Linked DNA regions of Mus musculus: region 1 is linked to region 2. Evidence: chromatin contacts called from public HiChIP or PLAC-seq data. All regions are on one chromosome and are shown on one strand. The core of a region is the stretch at or near the end of the contact, and the rest is flanking DNA. Distances in the headings are between cores, read along the strand shown.

Region 1 (6,851 bases), core at 540-3,039, 69 kb after region 2:
AGCAATAAAATGTAGCTTAATGCTATACTCCTATGCCCACAGATGAAAGCATCTCTCAGCCCCTACCAGAGAAGCTTCTTGCAATAGATGAGAATTGACACAGAGACCCACAGCTAGATAACGTGCAGAGAAGATGTCTTTATCAAGCCCTGCCAGACCTCATCAAGGCTCAGGGACCTTTATGAAAGTGGAGGGGAAAGATTGGAAGAGCCAGAGGTATCAGATATAAAAGGATTGATAAAATAATAATAATAATAATAATAATAATAATAATAATAATAATAATAATAATAACTCACAGAGACTACAGTAGCATACCAAGACCTGCACAGGTTCAAACCAGACAAAATCTCAGCATGGAGGAAGGGAAGTGGACACAAAGTATCACCCCTAACTAAGAAACTATTTGCAATGGATACTTTCTGGTAGAAGGAAAAATCCATTGTCTCAAATGGCTATCCCTGGGAATACCACACTCCAAGGCAGGTCCCATGCCCAGGAGTAGTTAGCTAACACAAAACCAACTCCAGAAGTTTTGTTTGGGGGAAGGGGTCCGGCACACTATTGTTTTGTTTTGTTTGGACATTTTTTTTTGTCCTATTGACTTTTTTTTTTTAGGTTTATGTTTTAATTTTCAGTTTTTGGGTTTTGTTTTTGCCTTGAGAGACGCAAAGAACATGCAGTTGGGAAGGGATGGAAGTAGGAAGGATCTGAGAAGAATTTAAACAAGGGGAAAATATATGATCAAAATATACTGTATAATTTTTAAAATAAAATGTTATTTATTGGTGATGGCATTCCTTCTAGGCTCCACCCCACAGTTACCTGGCAACAGCCAGGTGTGCCTGACTCACTATAAAAGGGGCTGCTTGGCCCCTCCTCACTCTCTTCTTTCTTCTTCTCTTGCTCTCTTACCCTCTTCTTCCTCTGTTCCTTCTCTCCCCACTCTCTCCACTCCTCATGGCTAGCCTCTCCTCTCCTCTCCTCTCCTCTCCACTCCACTCCTCTCCTTTCCTCTCCTCTCCCCTCCCCTCCCCTCCCCTCCCCTCCCCTCCCCTCCCTTCCCCTCCCCTCCTCTCCTCTCCTCTCTTCCCCTCTTCTTCTTCTCCTTCTCCTTCTCCTCTTCCTCCTCTTCCTCCTCCTCCTCTTCCTCACCCTCCTTCTTCTTCTGTCTCTCTCTCTCCCTCCCTCCTTCCCTCCCTCCCTCCTTCCCTCCCTCCCTCCCTCCCTCCCTCCCTCCCTCCCTCCCCCAACTCCCCTCCTCATGCCCCAAATAAGCTCTATTATATACTATACTCATCCTGTGGCTGGTCCCTCAGGGGGAAGGGATGCCTCAGCATGGGCACTCAGAGGCACCCCCTTCCCCTGTACCATACCACTCATCCACCAAACATGCCTGGCTTCTCTCTCTCTCTCTCTCTCTCTCTCTCTCTCTCTCTCTCTCTCTCTCTCTCTCTCTAACACAACAGTTGTTATTTTTAAAAAGGAATCATCAACACTACTGCAGATGTCACACTAGGGCTCCTTCAGGCTCCCAGTTCCTCTATCCACAGCCCTTGGTTTGCATTTCAAATTACCCATGACCTTCAGATCTCTTCATCTGGGCCAGATGCTGATCTGTCAGCTCTCTCAGAGCAATACAGAAGGGTGAGACCCAAAAGCTTAGCCGGGGAAACCCCCGGTTATGAAAGCATGTTGTAACTCTTGGGCGGAGCTCAGTCATGTGAGTCCTGCCTGAAATATGACACTTGGGAAAGTCCATTTTTGGGCATAGCTGGTGTGATGACATCGTTGCAACTGGAACTGACATGGTTTTTGTTCTAGGCGCTATGAGTAACTGTCCCCTCCCTGTCTCCCGAAGCCATGTTCAGGTGGCACAATGGTTCAGGATTGCCAAAGCCAGTTCCCACAAGCTGTCTCCATGTGTCCAACTCTAATCTCTTCAGATGTAGAGCCAGGGTTCAGCATGTGATCACGTGGCACAGCACATCAGAAGCACGGGTTCGTGCAGTCCAGTGGACCAGAGAGAGGCAGGCTGGCTGGAAGACAGAACACGGAGGCTAAAAAAAAAAGCACATGAGACTTGGACTCTGAATAGAAAAGAACTACATGTTGGCTGTGGTCACCTTCACATGAACCTGGTGCTGAGAAATACCACCCACTTTGGGGTTGGATGCGGCTGTCCATATCATAAAGTAAGCACATAATTAATGGCTGCAACAGCCAGCACCATTTTCAAAGTTCACTTTCATCTGCCATTCCATTTATTCCTTGAGAGGTTGGTTTTACTACTCCCATTTTGCAGATGTGGGAATTGAGGCTTAGAGAGATAAAACTCCTGCACCAGAGGGGCTGGATCCTGATCCATCAGTGTAGCTCCTGACTTGCTATGCCTGATGTGTATGGGAGCTAAGACTTCAGTCCTTGGAACGTGCACATGATATATACATGTGAGCACACACCAAATGCACACACATGCACACACATGAGAAAACACCCTGCTGCTTTCACATTAGCTGTTTCTTTTAGTCCACCCTCCCACATCTTGTAAGCATTAACTCCGTGGGGCTGGCATCCAGGGCCACACATTGGCAGCATTTATTTTATTATTGCTCTGCAAGCTGTTGTGTGACGTGAGGATGTCACCAGTTTTGTTCCTTTTGGGAAAATAAGCATCATCCACCCCCAGCTCCTTCCCTGCTGTGTGGACATAGACACGGCGTCCGTGCATCATCTACCCTGCCTGGCTCTTCACCCCAGCCTCCACTTGCTGCACAGGAAAGTGGTGCTCCTGTGTCCACATTCTCCTGTTCATAAGATAACAGCAGCCTACCTTAGTGCACCACGGAGACCTAATCCTAATCCAGGTGCCTCTGTAAAGTCTCTGCTGTCTCTGAACCCAGCCCCACCTTGAGGTTCTAGGGCTGGAAGTGAATGGACGACTCTGAGAGAAATCTGAGAGGGTTCTTCAACTCATGTCCTCAACACTGATCAGATTCATGATAGCTTCAGTACCCTGAGTGGTATCTGTGCTCTTGGAACTATCTTAAGCGTTAAAAATATTACAGACACAGAGAGAGGCTCTTACTATAAAGAGTAAACAAGGGGTGAGATTTATATCGCCAAGGGTAGAGACAAAGTAAAATCAGATCAAATGCTCAAATGAAGAGAGGATTGAAATGCAGCCTAGTGGTAGAGCACTTATCTGAGCTTGTGCAAGCCTCTGGGTCCCAAACTAGCACAGGGAAGGAAGAAAAGGAGGAGAAAAAGGAGGAGGGAGGGGGAGAGGGGGGAGGGAGGGGAAAGGGGGGAGGGGAAGGCAGGGAGAGGGAAGAAAAGGAAGGGGGGATGGAGGAGAGGAGAGGGCAAGGAAAGGGAACAAATAGGACTGGGGGAAGGAAGAGGAGGGTGAGGAGGGGGAAGAGAGGGAAGGGGAAAGGAGGGGGAGAGAAGGGGGGAGGAGAAGGTAGACTGGAAGGGAGGGAGAAGGAGGAGAGGAAGGGCCAGATAAAAAGAACAGTTTTTATTTTAAGATTAATTTTATGTTTTACCTGCATGCATGCATGTATACCATGTGTATGCCTAGTGCCCTGGAAAGAAGAGCAACTCGAGTCCCCTGGAGTTACACATGACTTAGAGATGCTGTGTGGGTTCTGGGAACAGAACCCAGGTCCTCTGCAAAGGCAGTGCACGGTCTTAGCTCCTAAGCCATCTCTCTAGCATCAAGAATGGTAGAATATTTTTTTTAAGAGGACATAGACAACTGGTAAATAGGAAACAATACAGCATTAGCAACTCAGATATATCTAAACATTAGGCAAACATGGGCAGAGGAATCCCCCAAAAGGAGTCATCCCTGTGACCCTCACAGGAGGATCAGAGGGGACTTCACTAAGAATGAGCTTTGCTGCCTCACCAGCCTTGGGTGAGCCGAGTCTGACAGAGAACACCCCTGCTAGGGCCTGCTAGAGTTTGGGTGGACGGTGCCTGGGAATGACTGTGTCCCCTGCACTGAGCTGTTTCCACATTCCCAGTATACTCCAAGGACCGTGCTGCTGGTAACTGTGTCTTAAGAGGAACACAGCTAGGGACACTGGCTGTCCTCCTGTCTTTCAGCCCAAGAGAGGGCTGGCCCTGGTAACTAGGTACCTGCTTGCCTTAGAGATGGAATATTCTACAGGGTTCTGAGCAGGTGGCTGGTCTGGAGAGTTCCAGTTAAAGGAAGCAGAGATGTGGAGCCTCTGAATTTAGGAGGCCTGTGGCCATAAAATGTCTCTTCTGTGCTCTTAGAGTGACTGTGAGTGATCCTGTGAGTGGTGATGGCTCAGGCATTTTCCCACAGCAACTGTCTCTCCTGTATCCCAGAATATCTGTGGGTGATGATACTGATGACCATTGGGCCAGGGTTGTACAGCTGAGAAGGAAGAGGAGGAGGAGAAAGAAGAGGAGGAGGAGGAGGAAGAAGAAAAGGAAAAGGAGGAAGAGAAAGAGGAGAAGGAGGAGGAGGAGGAGGAGGAGAAGGAGGAGGAGAAGGAGGAGAAGGAGGAGGAGGAGGAGGAGGAGAAGGAGGAGGAGGAGAAGGAGGAGGAGAAGGAGGAGGAGAAGGAGGAGGAGGATGAGGAGAAGGAGAAAAAGGAGGAAAAGGAGGAGGAGGAGGGGGGGAGGGGGAGGAGGAAAAGGGGGGGAGGAGGAGGGAGCTTAGCAAGAAGTGTTCTGCCCTCCAGAGTGTCTACAGAAAGGAATCAGAACACAAGAGGAAGGGCAGGAGCCAGGAAAGTTCCAATTCACTGTAGATAGCAACAGGTCTCTGGTTTCCCTTAACAAACATCTCAGAGGTCCTCCCTGAAGGACTGTGAAGGCATTCTGGGAAAACAACAGAAAGGCATGGCCAGTCTCCCCTACTTTCCCAACTGGTGTTGCAAAATACATCATAAAAGCATCAAAGAGTAAGGGGAGAATAATGCGTGGTTTGGGTAAAAATAGCAATGTTGACAGAAATCCTAGACATGCAACTCAGCTAGAATATACAAGAAGGAAGAGTTCACAAGCAAATGATCAAAGGGGCCTTGAAGGAAACTGCAGACTCCCCACATCTGCAGGGACTAGGGCAGGAAGGGCATCTCTGCCCTGAGGGAAAGCTCTGGACAACTGGTCCCATCTTTGTCTGTCTTAGTTACTTCCCCTTTGCTGTGGTAAAATGCTCTGACCAAAGCAACTTAAGGGAGAAAGGGCTTATTCTGGCCATGGTTCAAGGGCACAATCCTTCACAGTGCAGAAGGAAAGGCAGCAGAAGCCTGAATGAGCTGGCCCTGCTATATCCACAGCTGAGAACTAAACTCATGTAACCAGCTTACAGTGTTACTCATTGACACACTCCAGGATCCCCTCAGGAAATGGCCTCAGCCACAATTAAGATGGATACAAATCAGTGAACACATTCAAGATCATCCTTACAGGCATATCCACAGGCTCATCTCCTAGGTGATCCTGGGTCTCATCAAATTGACAGTTAACACTAACTGTCACAGTGTCCATCCATGGTGTGTATGGGGGTGAGCCTAACGTTGGAGCAGAGAGGACAGCTGGAGCTGGCTCTGAAGAGCCCAAATCCAACCTGACCAGGGACCCGTGTTCCTATTGCTTCTCAAGAAACTGACAGAGTCCAGAGGAACCAGGGTCCCAGGGAGAGGATGGTGGATTGAGGACTCTGGTGTCCACCCAGGTGGCCCACAGGTTTGAATCATCCCTCCTAGTAGGGGCTCACATACCCATAGGCCACCTGCTTGATCCTGGTTTAACTCCTGTCTTGCTACTGCTGTTTGATGGATGCCAGAGTTCCCTTTAACTGATAGATTCATCCATTTCCTCAAACACAGGTACCCCAAAGGCAGCAATGGTGGGGAAGGATGCAACGCTCAGATCTTGAGAGGGCTTGAAGTGATGTCATCTGAGCCCAGTGAGGATCAACTAAGAGATGGTGTCAACTGTCCACACCCTTATTCCTACCCTCCCACTGACTGTCTGCCAATGCTCGGGCAGCCATTGACCAGGGCCTAGCCATCCTTGGGGGGGGGGGGGCGGTCCGCCGACTCTGCGCCCAGGGTGCTTCCCTAATGCTGTCTCAGGTCCTGAGCGATTGGAATGGAACAGAAGTTGTGTTCCACTCACCTCATGGGCACAAGCATGCCAGCAGAGGTGCATTAGACTCTGGGGAGCATGCAGCAGTGGGCACTTCTGATGAGACCTTCAGGCTTATGGCATTGCCCACCTGAGTCTGTTGGGCAGGTCTCCTGCTCTGTTTCTGAGAAGAAGATAAAGCAACAGAGACAGCATGGAGCTCTGAGGACCCAGAGTTGGTGACATTTCATCAAGGGTATCATTAGGTAAAAGGGGGCAGATAGACTATGGCCACAGTGCTCCACAGACATTCCCCACAGAGTGATGGGAAGTGGGGACAGTTGGAGAATACCCAGGCAGTAGCAAGCAATGTAAGGTCTAAAGGTCAGACACAGGCAGCCTGAAAAAGTCAGAGGCAGTTGCACGGCAGTTTCTCCTAAATTGAAACATTTCATCCAGGAGGGAAGGTGAGGATTGGTCTACAGAATTTCCCAATGTACTCTACTGCTATGCCAGAAAAGAGGGAAATAAAATAAATAAAATAATAAAACAAACAAAAAGACACTGAATCAAAATGCACTGTATATAATTTTTCAAGTGTTCTGTGCCCGTACGGCTTTTGGTTTTGATTCATCCATTCATCAAAGAAGGAAGATTTTGAGATACTACCACAGACAGACAGACAGACAGGCAGGCAGGCAGACAAGTTTCCAGACTGTAAAACTTGTACTTGA
Region 2 (6,765 bases), core at 2,998-5,497:
CTCCATCAGCTATCTTATTTTATTAAAGATTTTATTTTAATTGTTGGTTCTGTGAATCTGTGTGTGGAGGATAGGTATGTGCATGTGTGCAGTGCCCCAGAAGTCAAAAGAGGCTGTGAGATCCCCTTGCAGCTGGAGTTACAGGTGACTGAGAGACGCTACAATATTATTGCTACAATATTTTATAAATTTTAAAGAATGTGATAAAAAAAAGAAAGGTATTGCAGGTTTTGAAGTGGGGAGGGCTCTCTGGGAGGAGTTGAGGTACAAAAGGGAAAGAAGAATGTCATGTAAGTCTATTTACTCAAAATATGTTTTTAAATGTTAACAAATTCAGATAAATTGAAATTATTTATCTTTTCTCATCATAATGCAATAAAACTTAAACCAAAGGAAAAAAAAGAACATAAATACAAATACACACCTCCATGCTTCTTCCCATGGACACACAAGCACACACACACATCCATCCACATACAAGCACCCACCCACACACATGTACACACACACACATGTACTCCCATGCACACGCACACACATACATGCACACACATGCACACACATGCATGTCACACACATGCTACAGAGAATCTGGTTCACTCCCATGTTCATCTGATGAGTAATTACCATTAATTCCATTACCATGTCAGAACAGGGGAAACAGGCTTGAAGAGTCTGAGTAATACCAAAGTCATATGGCCAATAAACAGCTCACCCCTGAACCATGTTTTAGGAAATCAGATCTCTCTCTCTCTCTTTTTTTCTTCAGTAAATGGAACAATGGTCTCCTGAACAAAGAGGCAGCTCTGCAATGCCCAGTCAGCCCCCACCCTGCACAGAGCCGCTTGCCACCACGGCCGTAACAGAAGTGCATGCTGCCCTCCTCACTCTTCTCCTGTTTACACAAACTTCATTCTGCCATGGTTTTAATAACATCAGTTCTCCGCTAGCATAGTTCAAATGTCAGGCACCATGGTAAACCCACAGAGGCAACAGAGATGGCTCTTTACCCACTTCTGTGACCAAATACCTGACAAGAAGCAAACTAACTCACAGTTAGGAGGTGCAGGCCATCACGGCAGAGAAGGCCTGACAACAAGAGTTGAGATGGGGACGTGCTGTATCTATAGGCTGCATACTGGTTTAAATATGCTTGACCCACTGGAAGTGGTAGTACTAGTTGTGGCCTACTGGAGGGGTGTGGCCTACTGGAGGGGTGTGGCCTACTGGAGGTGTGGCCTACTGCTGGAGGTGGTGTGGTCTACTGGAGTGTGGCCTATTGGAGGGGGTGTGGCCTACTGGAGGAGGTGTGGCTCTGTTAGAGGAAGTGCATCATTGTGGAGGCAGGACTTTGAGGTCTTTATATTTGTGCATGCAGTGCATGCAGTGCATGCAGTGTGTGCATGTATGAGTGTGAAAGTCTGGCCAGTGTGAAAATGTCCCCTTGTACTGCCTGTCGGTAGACGTAGAATTCTCACCTCCTCCAGCACCATGTCTGTCTGCACACTGCCATGCTTCCCACCATGATGATAATGGACTGAACCTCTGAAACTGTAAGCCATAAGCCAGCCCTAATTAAATGTTTGCCTTTATAAGAGTTGCTTTGGTCATGGTGTCTCTTCACAGCAATAAAACTCTAAGACAAACAGAAAGCAGTGACCATCTATCCTGTCTTGGACCATGCTATGCTGTCTAAGTTTGATTTTTCTTAGCTATGGTAAAACTGTGACCAAAACTTGGGGAGGAAGGGATTCATTTGGCTTAGAGGCCGAAGTCCATCACTGAGCAAATCCAAGACAGGAACTCAAGGCAGGAACCGAAGCAGACACTATGGAGGAATGCGGTTCATGGCTTACTTTCCCATGTCTCGCTTAACTTGCTTTTTCTTACACAACCCGGGCCACCTGCCCAGGTTGGCATCACCCTCAGTGGGCTGGAACCTTCCCAATATCAATCATTAATCAAGAAAACACCCACAGGCCTGTCTAATAGAAATAGTTTTTCAATTGAGCTTTTCTCTTCCCAGGTGTATCAAGTTATCAACTAAAGCTAATGGTGTCTGTCAGCTTCTGGAATGGTGTTAGCTGCAGTTAAGTGGATCTCCCCACCTCAGTGAACTTAATCTATAGGCTCCCCCATGGACACACCCAGAGGTTGGTCTTTACCATGATTCTGTATCCTGTCAAGTTGACAATCAACATCTACCATCAGGGACCCCCAAGGGGCTGACGGAACATGGCTTCTTAGCACACATGAATGTGTTTGTGGTGACACCAATGTCCCTCAGACTCAGCAAAAAGTCTCTCAAAGGGACCACCTGGAGATAGTTCACAACATCAGAAGTTCACAGCAGGGGCCTGGAGACGCTCAGCTGCTCTGAGCACTTGCTGCTCACGCAGAGGACCTGAGTTTGGGTCCCAGCTCCTACACCATGGCTCACAACTGTCTGTATCTCCAGTTCCAGGGAATCTGATGCCCCCTTATGGCCTCTGTGGGTACTGCATGTACCTAGTACACACATTCAGGCAAATTTTCATACACATAAAATAAAAATAAACCTTTTTGTAAGTACAAAAGAGACAAATGTTGGAGACCGAGCCAAACCTCAGAAAGAGTACCATTCCGATGCCAAGGACAAATGTGTGCTCAAAGCTTTATATATACATATATGGGGGCGGGGGGGTGGTGGAAGAACACTACACAGACTGCTTGGTAAATTCTATGCAGAGAAACAATACCTTAGTCATCAGTGTTTCTGACTGTCTATCATCTGAGACAGGGTCTCAAGTATCCCAAGATGGCTTCACATTCACTGTGTAGCTGAAGATGACCCTGAGTTCCTGACTCCCACCACCCCACCCCCGTACCTTCACTTCCCAAGTGCTGGTGTGACAGGTCTATGCCTCCCAGCATGCCCAGCAGGTCTCCTTGTTGGTAATGCTTCAGACTGAATCAAATACTACTTCATAAGTCTCAGGTTCCAGGCCCACCTTGATGCTTACAGTGGAACACCCTTGGGACCTTTGAAACACTTGTTTGGCTACAAATTTTAAAATAAAATAAACAAAAATGTCTTTAACTGGGTGATGTCAGCAGATCGTGGGCCCATCGCTTAGGGGACAGCGCCTTCCCTGACTCTCTCCTGACTCACCATGAGGGACCAGAATAAATAATCTCTCTTCATAGACAATTGGCAGCCTCTCATTCCCCAACCACACTTTCCGGTTCTCAATCCTTGGCCTAGGGTTTGATTCTACTCAGTGTAACTTGCTGTAACCCATTTCTCTCTAAGTTAGCACAGGGGTGAGTAAGGGCCTCTCTTTGTTCAACACATGGCAGCTTTCCCCCTTAGGGAGCTACCTTCCGCATGTGTCTGTGTCCTGAAGTCTCTTCATCAAGGCATGGTCTTCTTGCACTAGGGCCTGCTCCTGATAGCCTCTCCTTGTCCTAATTACCTCTGTAAAGAATTTAGATCTCCAAGCCCTCTCATGTTCTGAGGTGCCTGGGCAATTCCCTGCCTCACCAGCAGGGGGTGCCGTTTCACAGAGGCCTTGACTACCTGGACAACCGACCACACCCAGGGCTCACACACAGGCCTAGCCACAGGTCTGCTATTTCTATCTCTGGGGAAGTGAACTGAGTTTGCTGCTGTTCATGGCAGGACTGTAAACATGGCTGTCTTCCAAGTGAGGAGCATTAAGGAGGGACAATGAGCTGAGCCACGGGACAGCAGGCCTAGGACCTGCAAGCAGTCCACTACCTCTCAGGTGATGGAACCAGTCTTTGCCTGTATTGCTGTAACTATGACATCAGAGAAAAGGGAGGTTGGTTTTATTAAAAGTGAAGTGTCTCACAACACACAGATCTTCCGCCTTTCGTTCTGGTCTGAACCTCCTCTGCTCTGTCTCTGTCTCTCTGTCTCTCTGTCTCTCTCTCTCTGTCTCTCTCTCTCTCTGTCTCTCTCTCTCTCTCTGTCTCTCTGTCTCTCCCTCCAACCCCCTTGATTCTAAGTCCTTTTAACACGATTCTTAGCTTATCATTTACTTGTTCTAACAGGGAGACTGGGCTAAATTTGTTTAGACACGTTCTATAGCATTGAACACAGAGAGGGTAAATGCGTCGGGTTTCTGAGCCCAGAGAACATTCCGTTCCCTTGCTTGGGTTTACAATCCAACGTGCTTTACGTTAGGAGACAAGCTATGGCTTGTAAAATGAATGCGGAAATCGCGTCGAGCGCGAGGCGGGCGCCCGGTGATGATTATGCAATCGGAGAAGCCTCTGCCAGGAAGGGCTGGAGCTGAGTGATCCGTTCTTAGTTGTTCTGGGGCAAAATTAAAATGCCTCTGTTTCCTGGATAGTGTTTGGGGGCAGGCAGACCCTGTCCTCGCCTCTGCATGCAACACCCTAAGTTGGTGTCACCTGGAGATTACTGTGACATACAGTATAGGACCTCAGGGCTAAAAAACAAAATATTTCATCGGTTGGTGTTTTGTTCAGATTTTTAAAACACATGCTAAAAGCCTAAAACTTAGAATTATACTATTTTTGCCTACAAAATTATCACTTTTAAAAAGTGTCCGATAATTCTTTTGAGCCCCACCTGTAGTTTTAGAGCATTTTGATGATGTCCCCTAGGCTGTCTCTGTCTCGTTTGGATACCCCAATCTCTTCGAGCACTGATTGTAGCTCTAGTATGTTTAAGGACGGCCTTTTGGAATGATGATATTTAAAGTATCGTGTATATTACGCTTGTGTGTGCACGTGGAGTGGGGCACACCCGTGGCAGTATGAGGACAGAGCTGTGTAGCCAATCTTCTTCCATCTTCTCATCCAGCAAGACCTCCCCACAGCTGCCTTCTTCCTGCTGCTGCACGGGTCCCTCTTCTGCTGTGTGGATGGAGGTGTTTGCAAATGTTCTTAGCACCCCTGGGGGAAGCCATTGGGCACTAGGCATTCGTGTGCCTATACTGTCTCTCCAGGAGCAGGCCCCTCTGGCCTTACCTGGCTTATTTACGCCACCATACGACCACTCCACGGATCTGATTTATTGTGCTTTCCCCTTGATAAGAAAGTTAGGTCTGTGGGAACAGGAATGACCTAATCTCCCTCATGTCTGTCTCTGAGCTTCTAGAAAGATATTGTAGGTGCTCAGAAGGCATCACGGCTCTGCATGGCAGGAAAAGCAAGGACAGCAGGAGCTGCAACATAACCCGAGGGATGGAAAGGTCTTTTTTTAATGCAATAAATGCATGTGTAAAGAAAAATGACACCCTGGTGTAAGACAATATTCCATTGCTGTTAGAGGCTCTTGAGGCCCCAGGAATTACTTAGACCAGCAATTGGGAACCACTGATAGAAGAGAGTCTCACCCCTCAGGTGGGCCCAACACTGCTCATCTTCCCCTGCTCACAGTGACTGATATGAGTGATAGCTCGTTACCCACCACAGGGCTGAGGAGATGCCAGATACCTGTGAGTGCAGACGGCTTGACCTAGGCAGGACCACACACAAGCATCCTTGCTACTGCAATCAGACAATGGCAACCCTAGAGTAGAGGACAGCTCAGCCCGCAGCTTCTGCCATCACTGTGAGCTTGGCAGGCTCTCGCCACCACCAGCAGAGCAGAGCAGCCCCTGGCATCTGCTCCTATGCACAATAAAACCCCAAGCAAGCATGGCCTCTGTGCAAACCTGCCACAGTCCACGGCTGTGTGCTGGCTGTGACTCAAGGAGCACAGACCCTCTGCCTTCTAACCCTGGGGACTGGAACCTTTGCATTTGTCATTATAAAAACAGAAACACTGGGCTGCCATGATGGCGCACAACTGTAATCCTAGCACATGGGGGGGACAGGGGGCAGAGGCAGGAGGATGGCCTGATATAGCTGTGTTAACTCACTGGCTAGGGAGGGAGGGGAAAAGGAAGGAGGACACAGAGAGGGAGGAGGTAAGGAGGGGGACAGGGAAGAGGGAGGGAGAGGGGGAAGGAAGGAGAAAGGGTGGGAGGAGGGAAGGAGGGAAAAAGGAAGGGAGGGAGAAAAGGAGGGAGGGAGGGAGGGAGGAGGTATAAACCTTAGACACTTGCTGAGGTTATCTAAGCCTGCTCCCTGTCCTCAAACTCTTAAATGTCCCCAGGATCCAAAAACTATGGTTTGACACAATTAGAATGTTGTGCTGGCTAACTTCCATGTCAACCCGACACATAGAGTCATTTTGAGAGAACAGAACCCTGATAGAGAAAATGCCTCCTTAAGGTTGCTGTAGGCAACCCTGCACGGCATTTTCTTAATTACTGATTGATGGGAGAGGGACCAGCTCATTGTGGGTGGGGTCATCCCCGGGCTGGTGGTCCTGGATCCTACAAGAAGGCAGGTGAGCAAGTGACAAGGAGCAGCAAGTCACAAGTCAGCAGTTCCCCTGCGCGACCTCTGCGTCAGCTCCTGTCTCCAGGTTCCTGTCCTGTTTGACCTCCCGTTCTGATTTCCTTCCTTCAGGGATGCGGAAGCATAAGCCAGATAAGCCCTCTCCTCCCCAAGTGGCTTTGGTCCTGGTGTTTCATGGAAGCAATAGAAATGTGAACCAAGACAAATACATTCTTTGTAACTACTTTTATTGCAAAACAACTTTATAAACCAGAAACCTGCTGCTTGATGAATGCCACGCCTTCCATCTTCCTGGTCTTGAGTTTTCCCCGCCTACACGGCGCTTTCTGAACACAGCAGCTTACAGCTAACGTTTTTTTTATTTTCTAAAATCTGTGAAAGTGG

What was found. HiChIP or PLAC-seq counts read pairs in DNA pulled down with a chosen protein or histone mark.
Region 1: an H3K27ac HiChIP or PLAC-seq map of hepatocytes shows a contact between it and region 2, with 5 times the contacts expected there. The contact joins two enhancer-like sites. A contact is called at or near these places in 6 of 484 Hi-C or Micro-C datasets (the CH12 cell line, liver, nephron progenitors and 2 more), 5 of 115 datasets of contacts at active chromatin or transcription factors (embryonic stem cells, hepatocytes, kidney and 2 more) and 1 of 9 other capture datasets (liver).

Annotation. Positions count from the first base shown.
Region 1 is chr16:95,727,307-95,734,157 of GRCm38.p6, forward strand. No RefSeq gene overlaps it. Among named protein-coding and RNA genes, the nearest start is that of Ets2, 28 kb to the left of the region's middle. Within about 2 kb of position 1,790, at least 179 of the 459 cell types and tissues checked have an H3K27ac peak or open chromatin away from gene starts, as enhancers often do. A contact at or near this core is called in the CH12 cell line, hepatocytes and pancreatic cancer cells, where this site is marked.
Region 2 is chr16:95,655,469-95,662,233 of GRCm38.p6, forward strand. No RefSeq gene overlaps it. Among named protein-coding and RNA genes, the nearest start is that of Gm31845, 9.3 kb to the right of the region's middle. Within about 2 kb of position 4,248, at least 68 of the 459 cell types and tissues checked have an H3K27ac peak or open chromatin away from gene starts, as enhancers often do. A contact at or near this core is called in the CH12 cell line, hepatocytes and pancreatic cancer cells, where this site is marked.